Linked DNA regions of Mus musculus: regions 2 and 3 are each linked to region 1. Evidence: chromatin contacts called from public Hi-C and HiChIP or PLAC-seq data. All regions are on one chromosome and are shown on one strand. The core of a region is the stretch at or near the end of the contact, and the rest is flanking DNA. Distances in the headings are between cores, read along the strand shown.

Region 1 (3,289 bases), core at 369-2,868:
ACCCCCCACCCCCACAGAAAAAAGAAAACAAACACAGTGCCATGCAAGTGATATCTTACTTTGAGTTTTTGGTGGATGGGATTCGAAAGACCCCACAACAACATAGACTTTTACCATTGCTTTTGCTCGCTTGAATAATTGATGTTAATTCCCTATTGCTGAAGACACCACATACTTTGGGCATGGAACTGACAGAAATGAAACTGATACTGACCAGAAAGCATTTTCCTCAGAGCTCTCACACTGTCAGAAATGCTATGAAGGTTCTAGACAGTCCTACCCAACTCTAAATCCCGTGAACCTGCTTGTTTGTTTGTTTTGTTCTTGTTCAGGAAGGAGCTCCAATCATAGTGATCAGATGTAAACACATGAACAAAAGGCCAGTACTAATTGGACTCAGTAAGTCACACACACACACACACACACACACACACACACACACACACACAATTATATACGAAGAGATGCCGCTGAGTGATGGTGGCGCATGCCTTTAATCCCAGCACTCGGGAGGCAGAGGCAGGTGAATTTCTGAGTTCAAGGCCAGCCTGGTCTACAGCGTGAGTTCCAGGACAGCCAGGGCCATACAGAGAAACCCTGTCTCAAAGAGAGAGAGAGAGATGGGGAGAGAGAGAGAGAGAGATGGGGAGAGAGAGAGAGAGAGAGAGAGAGAGAGAGAGAGAGAGAGAGAGAGAGAGAGAGACCAATAAGTTGAATCAAGGCTCTCAGAGACTAATCCTGACTCTGAGATTCCCACTCACATGCGCGTGATTCCCAGAGCACCTGAAGTCAAAGAGATGTTCTCCTGGTGCCCGGTTCCTTCCCTCCCTAATGGGCTCTCCTCCTGACACCCTGGCTGGAAGCTTCTTCCCCCAGACTTTGTCATTTTCCAGGCTTTTGTTGTCCTCTCTCACACAGTATTCTGGATCCAAGGCCCCCGTAGAGAAGGACCCCTTTCTTGCTGTCCTGTTTTCCTCTGGGTAGTAGACACTGGGCCAGCTCTGTCCCTGACCAATCATGTGGCACTAGCCAGCTGACTCCACCTCTCTCCTCTTCTGCTTTTCAGATCTGTTTCCCCCTTCTTCTCCCCACCACCCCCACCCCAACCCCCACCCAACCCCACCCCCAGGACTTGTGGTCACCCATATCTGCCCTCACTCTACATGCTTAGTAGCTCTGGCTGTCCTGATCTCCTCTACATTCGTGTTTGAAAGGTTGCCTGGTCACAGATAAGGCAAACAGTTTGAATAAAGGGAACATGTAAAAGGAGCACCTTGCTAGGCCATGCGAGCAGAAGTGGGCACGAGACAAAGAAGCCTCATTCAATCTTCACTGTCCTTGCGCGGTGATTTGGGCCCACTGTGAAATTAAGGAAACTGGTTTGCCAAAGGCGGAACTGTTATCCACTTAGGCACAAGGCTCCCTGGGGCAGGCCTCATGCTCTATCTCCCAAAGGGCCTGAGGGAAGTCATTTTGCTTGTTCAGAAAGAGTAAGGAAGGGGGAGAGAAGAGGAAAAACAGCTCCAAGAATGCTGAATTGGCTCTCTGCGGGATGCTGCCGGCTGCTGCTTCACAGTAGAGATGCCAAACCGAGCCTAGACCCACCCTGTCAGCAACAGCGCTCTTGTCACAGCAGATCCGCCAATACAGCCTGCGCCACCGAGGAATCCTTGTTTATTTGTATTTCGTGCTAAGAAGAGACTGGCCCAGATCCAGGAAAGCCACTCCACGAAGCGGCGCCCCTCTCCAGCAGCTTCCGATTGATTCTAAACACTACATGCCTGGAATAGTCAAACCAAGACGCTTTTTATCTGCTCACGTAGGTTCTCGCTAACACCCGAGAGGAACGATGCTCTCCTGGGGATTTTGGCAAAGTAAAGCGCGGGCCTGCGGGCAGCCATTCCGCATGTCGCCGCGCGGTGGCGGAAGCAGCACAGCAAAGGGGTTCAGCGAGGAAGCCAATAACTAAACCGTGATTCTGCGCCCCAGGACCTGGGTCGTCCCCTGTGTGCAAAGGGTCGCCCAGAAGGAAGAAGGGGAAGGAAAAAGGACAGCGGCGTCCCATGAGAATGGAGAGTGATGGTAGTGTGTTCCAAAGATGCGTTTTGTTTTGTTTTCTCTGGCTAACACCGGAAATAGAAGCAGCAGAAAAGGGACTGGAAGGATTCTCCCTCTGGCACCGTGCAACAGCAGCTGTTCTTTGATTGAAATGCTCTGTTACCGTTGTGTATGAGGCTTAATCGCCCAAGGAAGCTGCAGCTTCTCCCATTCACTTTCTTCCATATTCTCCCAAAAGTATACGTCCCAGTTAGCTACTCTGTAAAATTCAGTTCTGGTGTCCCCAATCCAAGATTTCTTTGTCGGTGTGGGCTGTGTGTCCAAGCCACAGTCTTGCCCATACATCAGCTTTGCCTCTATGCACCACGCCTTCCTACCCCCACCTACAGAGTGCCTTTTCTAGTCAGCTGGTTCCCTTTGGCATCCTCTTTATTTCATCTTTGGAAGGGTTGCCTATCCATATTGAATTCGTTGAACCCTGTATTTGGAAGCACAGCAACAATGTTCAGCCTTGTCCTGATGCCCACTGGCATCCTATATAATTCATTCTGTCCTGATTATCTTGTTAGGTAGATGAGACAATTGGGGCTCCACAGCTAAAGTAAGTGGTAAGTAGAAAGGAGCCCCCCTCTCCATGTCCAGGTAACTCAGGCACTTGCCTTTGCCCTCAGAGAGGGGCAGCTTTGTCATCAGGTTCCTCTGACCAGTTATGGCTAGGACTTCATTTCCTAAGCAGGATGAAGCTATGTTCTGGCATATTCTGAGAGGTTCTGGACAATGGATCTATATCCCCAACACCGCATCCCGACTATCACAATCATACTCCATCCTCTCTCTCTCTCTCTCTCTCTCTCTCTCTCCCCCTCTCCCTCTCCCTCTCCCTCTCCCTCTCTCTCCCTCTCTCTCCGTCTCTCTCCCTCTCTCCCTCTCTCTCTCTCCCTCTCGTGTTCTGCTACATGCCACCTGTCTAAGTGTTCTGGAAGGCCAGAGAAGGCCATGATATCCTCTGGAGCTGGAGTTACAGTTGGTTGTAAGGTTGCCCAGTGTGGATTCTGTGAATCAAACTAATGTCCCGTGCAAGAATAGCAAGTGCTCTTATCTGCTGACCCATCTCTGTAGCCCCCTTTCACTCACTTGTTAAGTGTTGTTAGTAAGATATTATTCTGTGAAATTAAAGATTAGACACAAAGCAGATAAGGCGCTGCATGTGCAGTAGAGTTTGTTTAGGAGG
Region 2 (3,289 bases), core at 517-3,016, 340 kb after region 1:
GTTACAGCCAGTAGGAGTTTACCTGAAAAGAAATAGACAAACACACAGACATGGTATATTATCTTTGGCTTCTTCTGTTGATTAGCACACAAATGAGCCTGCATGCATTGTTTCTGTCATTGATTCACATGGTAGAGGATCAGCTATAAATTGAGGTATTTCTTCCGTTTAGTGCCAGAACTGAACTAAGCACAAGATCCCTTGTGATATACTGGGGGAATTCTAGTCATAAAGCAGATATTGTTCTTCAGTGAGATGAAACCTTTAGACACGTGCAGAAAAAGTGTGCCAATAATCAGACAGACACTATTTGCCTGGAAAGTGCAAATCTTTGTCTCATATTTGTGCTTGGAAGTGAGAGCTGAATAGCTGTTCTTTTCTCTTTTTCATTGAATCTAAACTACTGAGGCTCCACTAGGAGAAGATGGTGTGAGAAGTCTATGTTTTTCCTACCTATTTTGTGAGAGAACTTACATTTCATATGGTAAATGATGCAGAAAATGTTTTGCTTCTCAACCCACTTCCCAGTACATATGTTTGTTGAAGAGTTTTAGGAATGTCTCTAATTTTTAGAAAATTAAAAATTTTTCTGAACATTTATTTATGAGCCATTTTTGTGTGCTGTTTTAACTCTTCTTTATTGTTTACTATAAAAGAATGGTGGGATGAACAATAAAACCTGAAAGTCTCTAATATCTTATTAAAGGTTAAAAATGACTGCTTTCTGAACTTTCTGACTTCTTAAACTTTCTTAAATTATATAAACACTCACAGATATACCTAAAAATTATCTCCCGTCAGGAATTTTTATGAAATTCAAGATTAATGAGAAGGGACTTGAGAACAAGGATTGGTGATTTCTCCACCTACCCCTTCATCCATTTGTCAAGACACAATATTTCTGTTCAAAAAAAAAACAGTTGACAGAAATAAGGATGTAAATTTTTTGTCTCTTCCTGACTTAGGGCCAATATTTCACTTAAGCACACCACTGCTTAAAGCCATCTCTATACTATGAGTGTCTTTATCTGATAGACATTTTTCTATTCAAAATTTCCTAAAGTTCCACAGGAGTAGCAAGCATAATAGGGGCAAAATCAATTCCAGGGAGATACTTAAAAGATAGCACATGGTTACTTTAAGAAGAAAAGAGATTACCATTGTTGTTGTTGTTATTATTATTATTACTGCTACTACTATTAGTGTGCATACTCATGAAACGGGGTGGGGGCTCGCATGCCATGGTATGCCTGTCGGGGTCAGAGGACAGCCGCGTGGCGTTGGTTCCCTCTGTCTGCATTTACACAGCTTCTGGGATTTGAACCTGGGTTGTCAGAGTTGAGCAACAATTGTTTCTACCTGGTAAATCATCTTGCTAGGCTCCAAAGGCTGTTTATTTAATTCATAGTTTGGAGCCCTCTAGTGAGGGCCTCATTCCTCCAGTGAGGGCCTCACGACAGCCAGTCTTACAATGGCTGGAACAGAACGTGTATAGAAAAGATCATATGGTAACACAGGTAATTCAGGAGCCATCTTGCTTGGTTTTTATATAACAATCTATTCTTATAAAAAGTATCCTGCTTCTGTGAGAACTACATTACTCCCTTCCCAGAGATGTGCCTGCATGACCTAATCACCTTTGACTAGACTTTACTCCTTAAAGACTCCGCTGCTTCCCAAAACTGCCACAGCAGGGACTAATGCATCTAGCCATGAACCTTCAGAGATGTCCTCAAGCCACATTCTCAGCAGATGGATTTTTTTTTTATATGCCCGTGATTCATAATATCAGAGAAGCAGCTGTAGGGCTGAGTGATTCTTGAGTTTGGTGTCAGAGCTGAACTGAAAACAAATGCCTCTTACAAATGGACAGGAAGCTCTGCCGGGGAAACAGATCTTTCACTGAAAGCATAAAAATTGATTAAACCATTACCTGGACTATTTATGGAAAAATCTTCAAGGTAGCATAATGCTGTATTGAGGCTTTAAAATAAAAAAGAGCATGTTTCATTTCATTTAAAATATCAAAAAAGAAGAGGGAATACCAAAGCCGAGGCAGAACGCAGCATGCTGCGACAGAAAAGAGCAGGCAAGAACAAGAATGCCAGAGCTATGCCTGTGACTCAGCCTGGAACAGAGGCAAAGCATTAAAACTGGACCTCTGAGGTGGGACGCTCGCTGCTGCTCGGAGCATCCTGTGCCGAGGGCAGAACAACTTCTTCCGAGGAATGAAAATTCCTACGCTCCTTCAGCCAACAGGGAAGCTTGCTCTGATTAAAGTTATTCAGAAGTAAATTCTCTGTGGAGTCAGATGACCAGCCTGAGGAGTTAGGAGATTTCCTTTGCAGGGAAGACAGAGCTATGCATGCATGTTTGTTGACAACTTGTTTATGAAGTTTATGGGCAGAAATAGTTTGGACGGGTCTCCATGTACACACAGCTTTAGTTATCTGGCATCTGCATGGACTGATTTACTCTAGAGAACAATGTGATTTTGGTAATCTAGAGCACTACCCATTTATTATTCTCTCTCCAACTCTGTCTTTTTAAAGACGTTTGTTAAAAAAAAAAAAAAAAAAAAACTAGACATTCTACCACTGCTAGCTTTAAAATAAAATATAATTTTGGGATAGCAAAAAAATTAAAGAATGATAAACTACAGAATTAAACTTGGGAGAAACATGTAAGAACTGTTTATTATTAACTAAAGAGATGGCTTAGCAGTTAAGAGCCAATACTGCTCTTGTCCAGGACCTGGGATCCATTCCCAGCATCTACATTAGGTGTCTCACAATTACCTATAACTCCATTCCTAGGAGATCCTATGCCTTCTAGCATCCAGGGGTACCTTCATGCATGTGGGACACAGAGATTTATACACACACACACATATATATACACACAGGAAAATAAATACATCCATCTTTTCAAATGTTACATTTTATCAAAATAATTTATTTACTGGATGGATTAAAGCAAACACTTTCTGTGCAAGGTTTTATGTTATAAATTAATGCTCCATGAACTTTAAAAAGCCTAACAACTAATTCATAATTATCTTGAGAGTACAAACAATGAGACATGCAGGGCTGTACTGTGAGGTGCTGGCTGGTTTCTGCACGTGCCTCAGTGATAAAGAACAAGGCATGGGGACAAGAGTCATGGCTCGGCAGTTAGGGGAAGGTGCTTTCCTTCAAAGGACTTGAGTTTGCTGCCCAGCACCCACAACTGGTAGTTCACAACTGAATGTAATTCTAGTTCCAGAAGATAGAAGAACCTTTTCATTGCA
Region 3 (3,289 bases), core at 472-2,971, 270 kb after region 1:
GCTTTCTGTGTATGAGTGTTTTGCCTGCATGTATGCATGTATACCACATGCATGCCCATGAAAGTCAGAATAGGGTACCAGGTCTCCTGGAATGGAATTACAGATATCTGTGAGCCACCACATGTGTACCTCAGGAACCTAACGAGTCCTCTACAAGAGCAGTGAGTGCTCTTAATGCTGAGCCATTGCTGCAGCCCCAGGAAACCAATTTTCTACTGTTCTAAAATGTGCCAGGATTTGAAAACAATCCTAGGCATATTAGTTTGGGATTATTTGGTTTTTGTTTTTGATTTTTAGTGAGATTTGGCTTTAAACTTAATATGAAATGGGCCACGATCTATCTTCTGGTTCCTGGATGCTTGGAAGACATCTTTAACTGAAGAGTACAGACCTATTTTACCAGGAAGTATTTTACATTGTTGAAAGTCCCACTACTTTATGCCACTGTTCTATTCCTAAAATGTTCTTTTGATGTATAGGCAAAGATCTAAACCCAGGATTTTATCACCGCTGGTTGAGTAAAAGCTATGCCACCAAAAGGAGGCTCACGGAAGCATAGCAGGTTCAGATCTAAGGGGCACATCATTTTCTCTCCCATGCTCATTTTCACTCTCTGTTCTCCTCACACACAAAACACACTTTTCAACCCGGTTCAGAACTAAAAGTTTTCTGATTTAAAACAAAACAAAACAAAACAAAACAAAAAAACCAAACAAACAAAAAAAAAAACTTTGTTATAAGCAAGCATGTACCAAAAATCCTTGACAACCTACAACCAACCATGGAAGGCAGCAGAAATAATAGTGAACATTCTCCATTCTCATTTCCCTCTTCTTTCTTAGGGCTCAGTGCTTTCCAAAATAGCCCCTTCCCCTACCCTTTCAGTCTCTGCTGTAGGTAGAGCTAAGCCAGTGACTACAGTGCAGTTGTGAGCAGTTCCACTGAGACCTCTCTCTCACCCCATGCTCCCTCCCACACTGTACAGGGCTCCTCTCAGCATCAAATGCGTCTAGTTTTACTTGTAAAGATATAGTCACACAAAGAAAGAAGCTAACCTCTCAAAAGGCAAAGGGGAAATGTTAGGCAGTTCCCACAAAAATAACTCAGAGGACTTTAAATTCTGCATATGAAATACTTAAATTTCAAAATCAATAAAACATTTAAATCTTAACGTGCACCTATCTATATACAACTAAACTGGTTTAGAGACAAGGTCTTCATTCCCAAATGGCTTCCAATTGCACACAGAATTCCAAGTTCCTTGCACCAATTCACAGACATACTATTTATTAACGGTATAATTTAAAAAATGATGCTTATAAAATGTGGTCATCGTTTCCATAGGCTTAAGCACACTGGCAGGGCCACAGGTGTAGCAGCGTGGTCCACTTTAACAATTTTGCTGGTTAAATGCTAATAATCCCAAGTAAGCCTAGTTGTAGACACAAGTGAATTTGAAATTCTCAGAAAATGCCGAAGTCTCTGGAACTTCTGGTCCTAATCAATCACTGGAGATCAGTGACATCATTGATGCCTTTGATCACAGATCCTCTTTCAAGCTGGGATGGGCTGCATTGATCCTTGCTGGCACAGAGAAAGGAGAAACACCTAGGAGTGAAACCCACTGTGAAACCTAAGAAATCACCAGCATCCCCTCCCCTCCTTCGGGACAGGGGGAGAGGACATTCCAGGGCTGCCCAACCCCAAACAATAGAGCGCGCTCATTAAAGCCAAGCCTAATTCCCTCTGACTAGGACTCTCAGAACGTTTTCAGAGAGGAAGAGGTGATAAGCCACTTTTCTTTCAAAGAGCCTAGGTTATGAACCCTTGAGCTTCATCGTCTTAACCTACGGAGGACCATCCCTCAAGCTCTTCTGTGGAGGAGGTGTCCTGGGGAAACGTGTTTTGCCATTTTTCCCATCTCAAAGCACTCGTTATATAATAAGAACTTCCATGTCTACTTAAATATTTTATTTCAGGAAAACAGTACTATTTTTTCAAATCAATTTTGTTCTATCTCAATTTTTTTACTTAATGAATTGTTTAATAATTCTCTATGAGTCAAAAAGAAAAGTCTTAGATACAGTGTTGGTTTATACAACGCTCTCTACTTGAGCTGCTATCTGAATGCCCTCATCCAAAATGCTTACTGAGGAGATGAAAACTAACTGCTCCTTCGTCCGTGGAGCCCACTGATGTTTGTTCCTCTCCCACCCTTGTTTGTAATGCAGTCTAATTGAGCTTCAGAGATGCTAGTGGGATGTAGTTTATTAACTCCCTCATCAGTGATCAATGATTTCATTAATAAGACCGATAACAAAACTGTCATATCATCACCACTGTTATGAAAGATGAGCCTAGCTTCCTGCTCCATTTTCCAAGGTCTAGGGTTCTCTGTGGCAGCTCTGAGTCCATTCAATATTTTCCAACGACAGAGAAAAGTGAAAATCCATTTTGAAACCAATTTCAATTAGGATCCAGAAGCTGTTATCACAGATGTCGCAGAATGGGCCCGTAAGTGGAAATGTCGCCTATCCATTCTGAAATGAAACCTTATCAGGAGCTACAAAGATGGCTGGGGACAGCCTATCTGTAAATTACTTTTCGTCCTGTGTTAACTCAGCCTTAGCTCTGTCACATGGAATTCTTTCTATCCACTAGTAATAATCTAGTGACTAAGTAGACACAGCACCCCGACAAAGTCGGGCAGGGCTGCCCTCTTAAACATGGGTACAAATGCACACACACTTAGGCCCGCAGGCCTGCGAAACAATAGGCATGCTTTCATTGGTAGAATTCAAAGTTTATTATGGGAAATAAAAGAGGCCCATCTCCACCCATTGCATTCCTAGTGATTTTTCAATTGCAAACTCCAAGGCTCCGTTATTTCATTAATGCAGCACCCAAGTCAGGAGGCTTTTCTCTGGCATCTCACAGTCTCCTTTTAGCAAATTATCCCATGACGGCGGATTTATTCAGTCAAAGACCTCGGACTTTGAGAGGCAACAAAAGAATCAAGAGACTTTCTGGTCCACCTGCCTGGCGGATGATGAGGCAGGGGAAAGTCTCCCCCAGAGAAACCAATCAAACCATTGTGTGGCACAGTCAGACCTTTTCAGCTGTCAAGCTGGAGAGCTGAGAGAGATGAAAAGAACAGGGATGGAGCTACCATTTACAGAACCATGTGGGAATGGTCTCCGAAGATTTCATAATTAGGATGGAACTCAACTTTCTACAGCTGAAGGGGAAAAAGAAGAAAGAAGAGAGAAACCAAGAAGAGGAAAAAGCC

Evidence for each region. A called contact is a pair of places that touch in the nucleus more often than the background predicts. HiChIP or PLAC-seq counts read pairs in DNA pulled down with a chosen protein or histone mark.
Region 2: a Hi-C map of uterus shows a contact between it and region 1, with 4 times the contacts expected there. The contact joins two enhancer-like sites. A contact is called at or near these places in 1 of 15 datasets of contacts at CTCF or cohesin (the NIH/3T3 cell line), 4 of 484 Hi-C or Micro-C datasets (cerebellar granule neurons and uterus), 2 of 115 datasets of contacts at active chromatin or transcription factors (bone marrow-derived dendritic cells and fibro-adipogenic progenitors) and 1 of 9 other capture datasets (embryonic stem cells).
Region 3: a contact with region 1 is called in an H3K4me3 HiChIP or PLAC-seq map of craniofacial prominence, with 4 times the contacts expected there. The contact joins two enhancer-like sites. A contact is called at or near these places in 2 of 484 Hi-C or Micro-C datasets (embryonic stem cells and nephron progenitors), 4 of 115 datasets of contacts at active chromatin or transcription factors (craniofacial prominence, embryonic forebrain, embryonic limb bud and 1 more) and 1 of 9 other capture datasets (embryonic tail).

Annotation. Positions count from the first base shown.
Region 1 is chr13:15,757,925-15,761,213 of GRCm38.p6, reverse strand. No RefSeq gene overlaps it. Among named protein-coding and RNA genes, the nearest start is that of 4933412O06Rik, 43 kb to the left of the region's middle. Within about 2 kb of position 1,618, at least 157 of the 459 cell types and tissues checked have an H3K27ac peak or open chromatin away from gene starts, as enhancers often do. A contact at or near this core is called in craniofacial prominence, embryonic forebrain and uterus, where this site is marked.
Region 2 is chr13:15,420,433-15,423,721 of GRCm38.p6, reverse strand. No RefSeq gene overlaps it. Among named protein-coding and RNA genes, the nearest start is that of Gli3, 42 kb to the left of the region's middle. Within about 2 kb of position 1,766, at least 44 of the 459 cell types and tissues checked have an H3K27ac peak or open chromatin away from gene starts, as enhancers often do. A contact at or near this core is called in uterus, where this site is marked.
Region 3 is chr13:15,485,918-15,489,206 of GRCm38.p6, reverse strand. All of the region lies in intron 2 of Gli3 (GLI-Kruppel family member GLI3), which reads right to left. Among named protein-coding and RNA genes, the nearest start is that of Gm6556, 23 kb to the right of the region's middle. Within about 2 kb of position 1,721, at least 18 of the 459 cell types and tissues checked have an H3K27ac peak or open chromatin away from gene starts, as enhancers often do. A contact at or near this core is called in craniofacial prominence and embryonic forebrain, where this site is marked.